Regions from separate parts of the Sus scrofa genome. Here all the other regions are linked to region 1. A link is a contact called in public Hi-C data. All regions are on one chromosome and are shown on one strand. Each heading gives the region's core, a stretch centred on a gene start, on an enhancer-like site or on the middle of the called end of the contact. The rest is flanking DNA. Distances are from core to core; before and after follow the strand shown.

The links. Hi-C and Micro-C count contacts between places; a contact is called where the count stands out from the background.
Region 2: a Hi-C map of embryonic fibroblasts shows a contact between it and region 1, with 2.8 times the contacts expected there. The contact joins the promoter of RPL26 here to the promoter of CCDC42 in region 1. A contact is called at or near these places in 11 of 47 Hi-C or Micro-C datasets (alveolar macrophages, embryonic fibroblasts, epiblast stem cells and 7 more) and 2 of 2 datasets of contacts at active chromatin or transcription factors (alveolar macrophages and skeletal muscle).
Region 3: a Hi-C map of mesenteric adipose tissue shows a contact between it and region 1, with 3 times the contacts expected there. The contact joins the promoter of PFAS here to the promoter of CCDC42 in region 1. A contact is called at or near these places in 1 of 5 promoter capture datasets (liver), 10 of 47 Hi-C or Micro-C datasets (embryonic fibroblasts, fetal heart ventricle, fetal liver and 6 more) and 1 of 2 datasets of contacts at active chromatin or transcription factors (alveolar macrophages).

What each region holds. Positions count from the first base shown.
Region 1 is chr12:53,882,613-53,885,687 of Sscrofa11.1, forward strand. It overlaps CCDC42 (coiled-coil domain containing 42), which reads right to left and starts at 1,317. Exons shown (of 7, transcript NM_001244077.1): 1 at 1,235-1,317; 2 at 802-907; 3 at 433-537. The coding sequence starts at 1,317.
Region 2 is chr12:53,551,983-53,555,298 of Sscrofa11.1, forward strand. It overlaps RPL26 (ribosomal protein L26), which reads right to left and starts at 1,471. Exons shown (of 4, transcript NM_001243458.1): 1 at 1,437-1,471; 2 at 555-727. The coding sequence starts at 722. It also overlaps a transcript of NDEL1 not described here.
Region 3 is chr12:53,456,536-53,459,705 of Sscrofa11.1, forward strand. PFAS (phosphoribosylformylglycinamidine synthase) reads left to right here and starts at 1,866. Exons shown (of 33, transcript XM_003358276.4): 1 at 1,866-1,930. The coding sequence starts at 1,871.

The sequences.
Region 1 (3,075 bases), core at 67-2,566:
GTTTGATCCCTGGCCTCGCTCAGTGGGTTAAGGATCTAGTGTTGCCATGAGCTGCGTGCGGTGTAGGTCGCAGACATGGCTCAGATCCCACCATGTTCCAGTAGCTGTGGCATTGGCTGGCGATTAGATCCCTTGCCTGGGAACCTCCGTACGCCTCAGGTGTGGCCCTAAAAAAAAAAAAAAAAAAAAAAAAAGAGAGAGAGAGAGAGAAATAGAAATAGGAAACGGCCATCTAGAAGGGGGCAGGGACTGACAGGGCAGCTGGAAATTACTAACAGCAATAGGCGGCAGGGACTTGAAGGGGAGCATCTAACCCAGGGCGAGGAGTGGCAAAATCGAGGGAAGGGTTGGGGGGAGGGGAGCGGGAGGAGGGGCGGCTCGACGGACCCGCAGAGTGTGGCGGCCCCGGCGGCAGGCCACGCCCCTCCGTACCTGGATGAACTGCTCAAACTTCTGTATGTGGGCTTTCAGTTGGGCCTCCTTGACGCCCAGTTCCTCCCAGCGCAGGTTCAGGGTTTCCATTCTGCGCTGAAATGTCTTGGGGTGGGGGGCGGGCAGAGAGGTCAGGAGGGCCCCGATGGCCAAGGAGCCCGCGTCCCCTGACCCAGAGCCTCTGTCCCCAGGAGCCCACTTTCCACCCCGGGGCATCCCAGGACGCGGGTAGCCCGAGCCTCGGATGCCTTCTGCGCTCTGCCGAGGAAACACAGGACCACACCCGGGCTGCCTGGCTTGAGCTACCGCCACCGCAAAACAGAGGGCGGTCCTGTGGCCCTTCCTGCCCGCAGAGCCCGAGCGGCCCACCTCCTTCTTCTGCTCCATGGCGTGGTGCATGATCTTGGCCTCCTTCTTCTTCTCCAGCAGCCGGACCGATGGGGAGTCGGACTCGTCCTCAATGCTGGGGAACTTCCTGCCCAAGACACAGGCGGGAGGGACCGTGGGCTCTGAGCACTGGGGCAGCCCGGGACTGGAACCCCGTGGAGAGAGGCACCGTGGGGAGGGAAGGGGACCTCCCCCATCTGAACCAAAGGAATGGTGCGCTGAGATGGAGAGAGGGCTGTGCTGGCGACCGGGCAGCAAGCTGCGGCCAGGGGATGCCGGGGTGGGTGGGTGGGGTGTCCAGGGGATTGGATGGATTGGTGCCAGAGTGATTTGGGGCTGAGTTAAAAGAACAGGAGGGCAGGTTGGAAGGTGGGGCACCGGGTGGGAGGGGTGGTCCCAGGCCCCCGACACTCACTGCAGCAGCTGCAGCAGCCGCTCCCCATACTGCAGCCGGAAGTACTCCGCCAGATCCTCCTCTTCCATGATGCCCAGGCTCATGGCGGCGGTGACCTAAAGGCCCAGCCGGCAAATCTTCACGGTGAAACACAGGTGGTAGAGCCACAGGTGGCTCAGGGCTGGCAGCTGGGCTCTTGCTTCTCCCCTCCTCCTGCTTTTCAGGGTCCCGCAGAGGGTTGGTGTCTGCAAGACTCGGGGAAGGTGACCGGAGGCCGGCAATCAGCAGCTCAGGATGTGTGGGGAAGGTGCTGGGAGATCCGGTTACCGGTTACCTAGCAACAGGTTCTGGTTCCGTGGACCACAGATGGAACCCAGGCTTTGCCCTCTGACCTCTGCCCCCACTCATGCTGGGCTCTGGCTCTCTGCTCCTGCATTCACCCCTGAGAAGCTCTAGGAAGAAGTTAGGTCTGCTTAGAGGCTGCTTCCCAGAGCCAGGAGACAGGGGGTGTCCAGGGCTGGGTAGGGGGAGGCATGTCCCTGCAGCCTCCTCCTGGTCTCAGGGGTGTGCGAGGGGGAGGCAGGGGGCTGGGGCTCGAACAGATGCTGGAGAAGAAAAGGACTGAAGGGAGGTGCTTCGCGGAGGCAGGGGTGGGGCTGCACCGAGAAGCAAGGCGGGTGTGGGAGGAGGGGAGGAGGCTGCAGAGCGGAGGGCCAGGTGGTGGGCAAAGGATGCGCAGCCGTGTATGTGTTGGAGGGGGTTTGGGGGAGGAGGGGAGGAAGGACAGGCAAGAAGCCTGGGGACTAAAGAGGCTGCCCACCCCACCCCACCCCCGGGAGACGGAGGAGGCCCACAACGAGGCTCCTTGGAGGGTAAGGGACTCAGGGCTAATGCCATCTTTTGAGGCTGGCAGAATGGTTAAAACATAAAGAAATGCCAAAGCGTGGTGAGATCCGTGTCGGATGCTTTACGTGTCGACCTAAGGATGGCTGCCTTCCTCGATTCCGTCAGAGCCTCGTGCATCAGCGCATGTGAAGTCCAGGGTCTAAATTCAAGACCTGTGTGTGAGTGAGGCGGCCGCCCGGAGGTAAGGGCCGTGACCTCTTGCCAGCCGCTGCTCCGGCTCCCGGGCTCCGCTCTGTTCTCTGCTCCCCACCCCCACCCATGCCCACGGAAGCAGCGCAGCCTGGGTCCCTTGGAGTCTGGGATGTGGAGCCAGGGTGGGGCTGGGTCTCCGAGCGCGGAGGGTGTCCTGAGCTCTGCAAACCCAGCCCGCCGCATTGCCGGTCCTCTGGCGCCCCCTGCTGGCCGTCCGAGCCAACCCGAAATCCTGGCCCGGGAAGAGGAGACGTGGTCTCCCCTTCTCACCCCCTCGCCTCCCTTCCAAGGCCTGCTGCTCCCAGCCAGCCCCCACGGGCTCAGCAGTGGCGCCAGGACAGCCCCCACCCGACCCAGAACACACCCCCACTCCACCAAGCCACTCCATCAGAGAAGGTTCTCCACCAGGAGCACCCCCAAGAAACAGACGCTGCACCAGTAACACTGTAAGCTCCTCAAAGAAGTGTGTTTCTCTCCTTGCTGATCCCTAGAGTTTGGCACAGTTTGGGGTTTCCCACTCCGCACCCCACGGTGCCCCCACCCTGAGAATGTGTGTGTGATGCAAGTTTTGTTGTTCTTGTTGTTGCTTTGTTTTGTTTTGTTTTTGCTTTTTAGGGCATATGGAAGTTCCTAGGCTAGGGATCGAATCAGAGCTACAGCTGCCGGCCTACGCCACAGCCACAGTAATGACAGATCTGAGCCACAACTGGGACCCACAGCACAGCTCACAGCAACATCAGATCCTTCACCCACTGAGTGAGGTC
Region 2 (3,316 bases), core at 221-2,720, 330 kb before region 1:
ACATGATTCAGTTAGGACTTCTATAGTTTGGATTTTTTGGGTCTTTTTAGGGCTGCACCTTTGGCATATGGAAGTTCCCAGGCTAGGGGTCCAATCCGAGCTACAGCTGCTGGCCTACACCACAGCTTACAGCAACGCCGGCAACCCACTGAGTGAGGCCAGGGATCAAGCCCCCATCCTCATGGATGCTAGTCAGATTCGTTAACCCTGCTGTCTGGATTTTGACTCAGACACACAATTGTTTACTAGTCCTCAAATGCCTCCTCAACAACCAAACATACCCAGAAAAAAATACTCCCCAATCTAATGTTATGGTTCCAAGCCATCTTTCTTTTGTTTAACTATGACTGCATCTGATACTTGGGGCAACTGATTTTCACCAAAGTAAAGGTGAAGAAAGCAGCACACTTTTTATACTTTAGTCCCTGGCTCAACATCTTTCTACTCCGTGTTCTGGGAGCCAGTGTCTCAGATGTGTCCCTTGCAGAACGCAGTCCACCGTCTATGCCAAATGTGTGGGACATCCGCTATGATGATAAGAACACAGCACATACCTGAACTTCATCGTCCTTTCGGATGGGCATGGATCGAACATTGTACTTCTGTCTCAGCTCTTTGGAAAGAGGGGAAGACATAATCTTCCTGCGAATGTGGGAAGGTGCATTGAAATGCCTTTTACGGTTCTTGCTTCGGTCGGAGGTCACAAAAGGATTGAACTTCATTTTGGCTAAATAAAAAATTAAATGTAAACCCTTACACGGCCAAAACCTCACTCAGTTTATAAACAAGTAACTGCAACAGTTTCATCTCGAACGTTTACAACGCTCACAGAAATTGTCATAAATCCTTTAACTCCACCAAAACAGAACTTTCCACTATCAACACTTGTTTTAAACTTCTTGTGTAAGGAAGCTAAGATAGGACTTACATCTACTGAATTAGGGCAAAGCAGATTGACAACTCAATTTAAATAGAATCACGTTTTAGAAAGACCAATCAACGTTAGCCTACGGAGTGTGAGCACATTTGAACCCCTCCACAATGAATGAAACCAGGCTCCTCATCCCGAACCTGGAAAACGCACAGAACTCGAGTCCAAAAAGGCGTCTGACGGGCGAACGCGATCTGAAAGTTCTGCACATTTACCAAGAAACTATATGGAGATCATTACTTCGGAAACCACACTGCACAGGCTAGATTCCATCGCAACAGGCTCCCTCCCCTTTAGCGCTGGTTTCCAAGTCCCAAAGTCTCTCTCCTCCTCCCCCAGCCCGGAGGCCCTTTGGATAGGGGAAAAACAGGCCGAGACCATCCTGGCCCCCCTCTCTGGCTGCTACTCGACCTCCAGAACATGATCTAGGTCCCCGGGATCGAGAGCCACCGTGCTCGTGAACGGATGGCTGCAGATTATATGCACTGTCCGGGGAAATTCTCACCCGCTGGCGCTTCAGCGATGGCCGCAAAAGGGAAGAGAACCACAGTCGTCTTCCGGTTGTGTAAGTTTCCGAGAGATCTCGCGAGACAGATGTTTCTTGGAGCGAGAGAGGCACGGCGTTGACGGCGGAGAGGAAACTGGGAACGAAACTGATGACTACCGACCTCTTGTGTCTCGGAGGGGAACTGTGAGGGACTGCAAAACACTTCTCCAGGTCCTGGTTCCTCCCTTGGGAGCTGTGGGTTCCACAGGTGAGTTCTCTGGGAACAGTGGTACCTGGGCGAGTGGCGGGGGCTGCTCAGGCTCTGACTCTTGCTGCGGGTGTTGAGGGAACGAGCGGCTCCAGGGACCCCTGCCCCTTCACTCCCTAGCGCCCGGCGACTGGTATCCCATTAGCCGGGAAAGAGCAGGTCCTATATTTGAAAGCAAGGTGGCGCTGGGATTCCGGCAGGCCGGGCACCTCGATTACCTGGACAATCCCGCCCAAGCCACGGGCGTGGGTCTGTTTGGTGTGTCTGTCCGGTAGCCAGCTCCAGCCCCACGGCCGCTGCCGCCCCCAGGCCGCGGCGTGTGCCGACTGCTCCGTGGGGTCCGCCCGAGGTTCGGCTCCCGCCGGCAAGAGGCCTTCCAAGGACTGGGGCCCGGGTCCTCCTCCCACCCCGCCCAAGTAGGTCCGCGTTTTTAACGAGCTCCCAGGGGACACCGAGGGTGCTGGTCCAAGATCGCGCTTTGAAGGAGCGCGGCGTGGGGAAGCCTTTCCCGCCGAGAGCTGTGCCCTTTTCCGAATTGCACTGCCTGCTCTCATTCGGTTCAGGATCTGATGGAAGCAAGGCAAGGGGGCGCGCTCCCCTTGCAAAAGGACTGCACTGCGGGGTGAGCGCCGGCCGCGCCCCTGCTGAGGGATCGGTTTCTGCTGAGTGAGTAAGGCGGCTGTCATGCTGGGGGAAGACACGCGTTGCGTGGTACAACGAGCAGTGAGCTTTCCGAGTGTTGGGGACACTCTTCCACTCCCTGCAATTTTCGCTCCTTTATTCCACCAGACAGCCTCGGGTCCTGGTATTGTCCCATTTTACAGATGGGACACTGGACCACAGAGAAGTGAGAGGAGCTTGTGCGAGGTTATAGGAACCCATATAAATCCTGTCATGAACAACAAGGTTATATATAAATCTTGCCTCTAACCAAGCCATGCAGGCTGGCTTCCCAGCCCCTTCTCGTAATTCTATGTACAGTCCCATTTGTAATACCCCATTGGGTCAAGTCAAAGAGTGGATTCAGTCAAGAACAAATGTTTTCATGATTTAAAAAGAGTTGTGTTCTTACACATGCTGTGAAGAAGTTCCCCGGGGTTTTATTTGTAATTCAGGAATCCAGGGGTTGCCAGTTGTGGTGCAGCGGAAATAAATCTGACTAGTATTCATGAGGATGCAGGTTTGATCCCTGGCCTTGTTCAGTGGGACAGGCATCCAGCGTTGCCGTGAGCTCTGGTGTAGGGTGTAGGGTGTAGGTCGCAGATGCACTTCACATCCTGCGTTGCTGTGGCTGCAGAGCAGGCCGGCAGCTGTAGCTGGGGTTCAGTCCCTAGCCTGGGAACTTCCATGTGCTGCAGGTGCAGCCCTAAAAAGATAAAAAGAAAAAAAAAAAAAAAAGCAGAATTCTCGTGCTGCAATTGATTTCAACAAATGTTTATGGAGCACTTTCATGGGCCAGCTCAGAGTTGCACACTGGAGCTACAAAGTGGAATTAGTCCAAGTTCGTCCCTGCAGGAAACTCATTGTCTAAGAAGAGAAATAAAAGGAGATCAATGACCCCAAGACCCCAGAAAAGCGCTCCCTGGGCCGGCAGCACTTGGCACTTCTGTGCTGTGGGAAGAGGAGAAGC
Region 3 (3,170 bases), core at 616-3,115, 430 kb before region 1:
GTCAGAGCTGTGCAACTAAGTCTCCCAGATGGAGCTGGAAGACAGGCATGAGATGCAACCAGGGAGTGTCAGAAGGGAAAGAAGCCTGGAATGCTCAGATTCCAAGAATCAACAAGTGGCCTCTGTTAGAAGAGAGCCAGAGGGTACAGCCTGGACTCTTTACCTACTAAACAGGTAAAAACTGTCATGTCCCGGGCAGGGCTGGAGTTAGGGTGAGGCAAGTGAGGCACCTAAATCCATCAAATGTTGCATCTTTAAGTCTCTTACCCTAGAGTTGGCCCTGGAACTGGGAGGGGACTGGAATGTGGGAGGGGGTGAAGATAAAGACTTTCACTTTTTCCTCTGACTGTCTCTGTTGCTTGATTCTTTAAAAAGACCCCTGGGCTAGGTCCTCTGCTCACCCTGGCACACCACTCACTCCAGGTTTCTTGCCTTCAGGCTTCTGATTAGGTTTGGCTAGTGGGAGACATTTAGTTCAGGGACTCAGTACTGAAGGAGAGATAACCCAGTATGCTTCTCCCTCAACACTGTGCTTATGGCAGTGACTTCCTTCGTCTGTTGAATGCCCTTCTTCCATGGCTCCATCTCTCTTCTAGCTGACAACACCATTTCTCCCTTTGTCCCTTCAGGCCTGAAGGTGGCAACCACTTTTTGCTGTTGCCAGGCTGCCACTGGCCCACCGTACTTTGCTGGTTTCCTTAAACCTGCCCATATCTCTTTACCTGGGCAGTTACATTCTTATTGATTAAACTTGGAGTGTTCCACCTGTGTTCTGATAGGATCCTGAGTAACGTGTATATACTATGGGTTGAAAAAGTGTGTGGGCATTCCTGTCCTGGCTTGGCAGTTACCAAGCCTGACTAGCATCCATGGGGACTCAGGTTCCATCCCTGGCCTCACTCAGGGGGTTAAGGATGCGGTGTTGCAGCGAGCTGTGGTGTAGGTCACAGACTAGACTCGGATCCCGAGTTGCTATGGTTGTGGTGTGGGCCAGCAGCTACAGCTCCAATTCGACCCCCAGCCTGGGAACCTCCATGTGCCTCGTGTGCAGCCCTAAAAAGACTGGAAAAAAAAAAAAAGTGTGCAAAAAACACACAAAACCCCAGTAGGTATAAAGTTCTAAGTTTTTGAGTTAAAAAACTAAGGAGTCATTGCATTGAGCCTCAGCTTCCACATCTGTAAAATGGGGTTTTTGTGACGATCAACTGAGAACAGGTGAAGTGTCTTAATGGGCGTTCAATAAATACTTTGCTCATTATTACTGTTACTGTAACCAGCCAGAACATGGAGGTTAAGAATATATGCTAGAGTTCCCATAGTGGCTCAGCGGAAAGGAATCCGGCTAGGAACCTTGAGATGGCAGATTCGATCCCTAGCCCCACTCAATGAGTTAAGGATCTGTTGTTGCTGTGAGCTGTTGTGTAGGTCATAGACGCGGATAGAATCCCGTGTTGCTGTGGCTGTGGTGTAGGCCAGCAGCTGTAGCTCTGATTCGACCCCTAGCCTGGAACCTCCATATGCCGCACCCCTGGCCCTACGAAGCAAAAAAAAAAAAAAAAAAAAAAAAAAAGCTAAGAGTTAAATAAATGAGTTCATTCAGAAAAGACAAAAGTACAAGAAAGCCAAGGCAGCAGCGGGAGGGAAACTGAGTTCTGGACACTAAAAGTGCTTCTCATGCCGTTTCCTGCATTTAAAGTATGTCTCCTTCACAGTTTGCACCGGACAAGTGAAGCGGGCACAAGGAACAGATCTGTGGGATAATCCCACGTTCTCTAAAGGCCGAGGTGGGAGCAGGGAAGCAGCCTCGCCACTGGCCGGTAGGAAGGGGAGGGATGTCCTTAACCTCCGCCTCTTCCCACGGCGCACGCTGATGACGTTGCCCAGCGCGCCAGGATTCGAGGAGCTCAGGGACTGCGAGAGCTGTTGCCACGTGCGTATGGCTTGCGCGCGCTCACCCGAATGCCCTTGCATGCTGCACTCTGTAGCCATCCACCCCAAGCCTCAACCCGGCCGCTGCAGGATCCCCACCAGGCAGAGCTGCGCCCAGCGGGGACCTGCGTGCCTTCCGTAGTGCATGTGTCCTTTCGCGTTTGTTGGACGTCGGGCAGGGGAGACCCCACATAAACTTAACCGTCCTCTAATCATTTGAGTCCTGGACACTAAAAGTGCTTCTCATCCCGTTTCCTGTATTCAAAGTGTGTCTGTTGGCTGGAGTTCCCGTGTGACTCAGCGAGTTAAGAATCCGGCGTTGTCTGCAGTGGCTTGGGTCGCTGCTGTTGGGCGGGTTCGATCCCTTGCCCGGGAACTTTCCAGGGTGGGGGGGATCTGTCGCCCGCCTATTCTGTGTAAGGCACCATGCTAGTAGTTGGGGAGACAGCCCTGATGTAGATCCTGTCATTGTGCTCTTGGAGCTTCTATGCCACTGGGAATGATAAACGAAAATTGACTGGTTTAATGAACAAAATGAGGGAGTTCCCGTCGTAGTACTGCGGAAACGAATCCGACTGGGAACCACAAGGTAGCGGGTTCCATTCCTGGCCTCTCTCAGTGAGTTAAGGATCCGGTGTTGCCTTGAGCTGTGGTGTAGGCCAGCAGCTATAGCTCTGATTAGACCCCTAGACTGGGAACCTCCATATGCCGCGGGTGCGGCTCTAAAAAGACAAAAATAAATAAATAAACAAAATGATTTTGGAATGTAATAATTCCTGTGAAGGAATTATGGTATGGAGGACAACTGCGAGGCGCCTAACTTTTAAAAGGGTGATAAGCATGGGATGGTGACCGCTGAGAGGGAAATCAAGATCTGGCAGGAGCACCGTTGCTGAGATGAGGCTTGGCCTGAAACTTGTCAGTCAACAAGTTTTAGATTTTTTGGTTTTTCAGCCCCCGGTATTGTTCTGAGCCTTGGTAACCCAAAAACAGCATGGTTCCTGCCCACTTGGAGATTCTGTTCTAGTGGGGAAAATAAAGCTAACAATAAAATGTCAGATAGTAATTTAAATACTGTTTGGGAAATTAATATAAGGCCATGTCATAGTGGCCACTATAGAGTGTTTAGTCAAGGAAGTTCTCTTCAAGAAGGTGAACGTACCTGAAATCTAAATAACAAGCAAAAGGTAGCCATGGAAATATCAGGGTGAGAAAAATACCTTTTGGAATGAGCTTGGCAA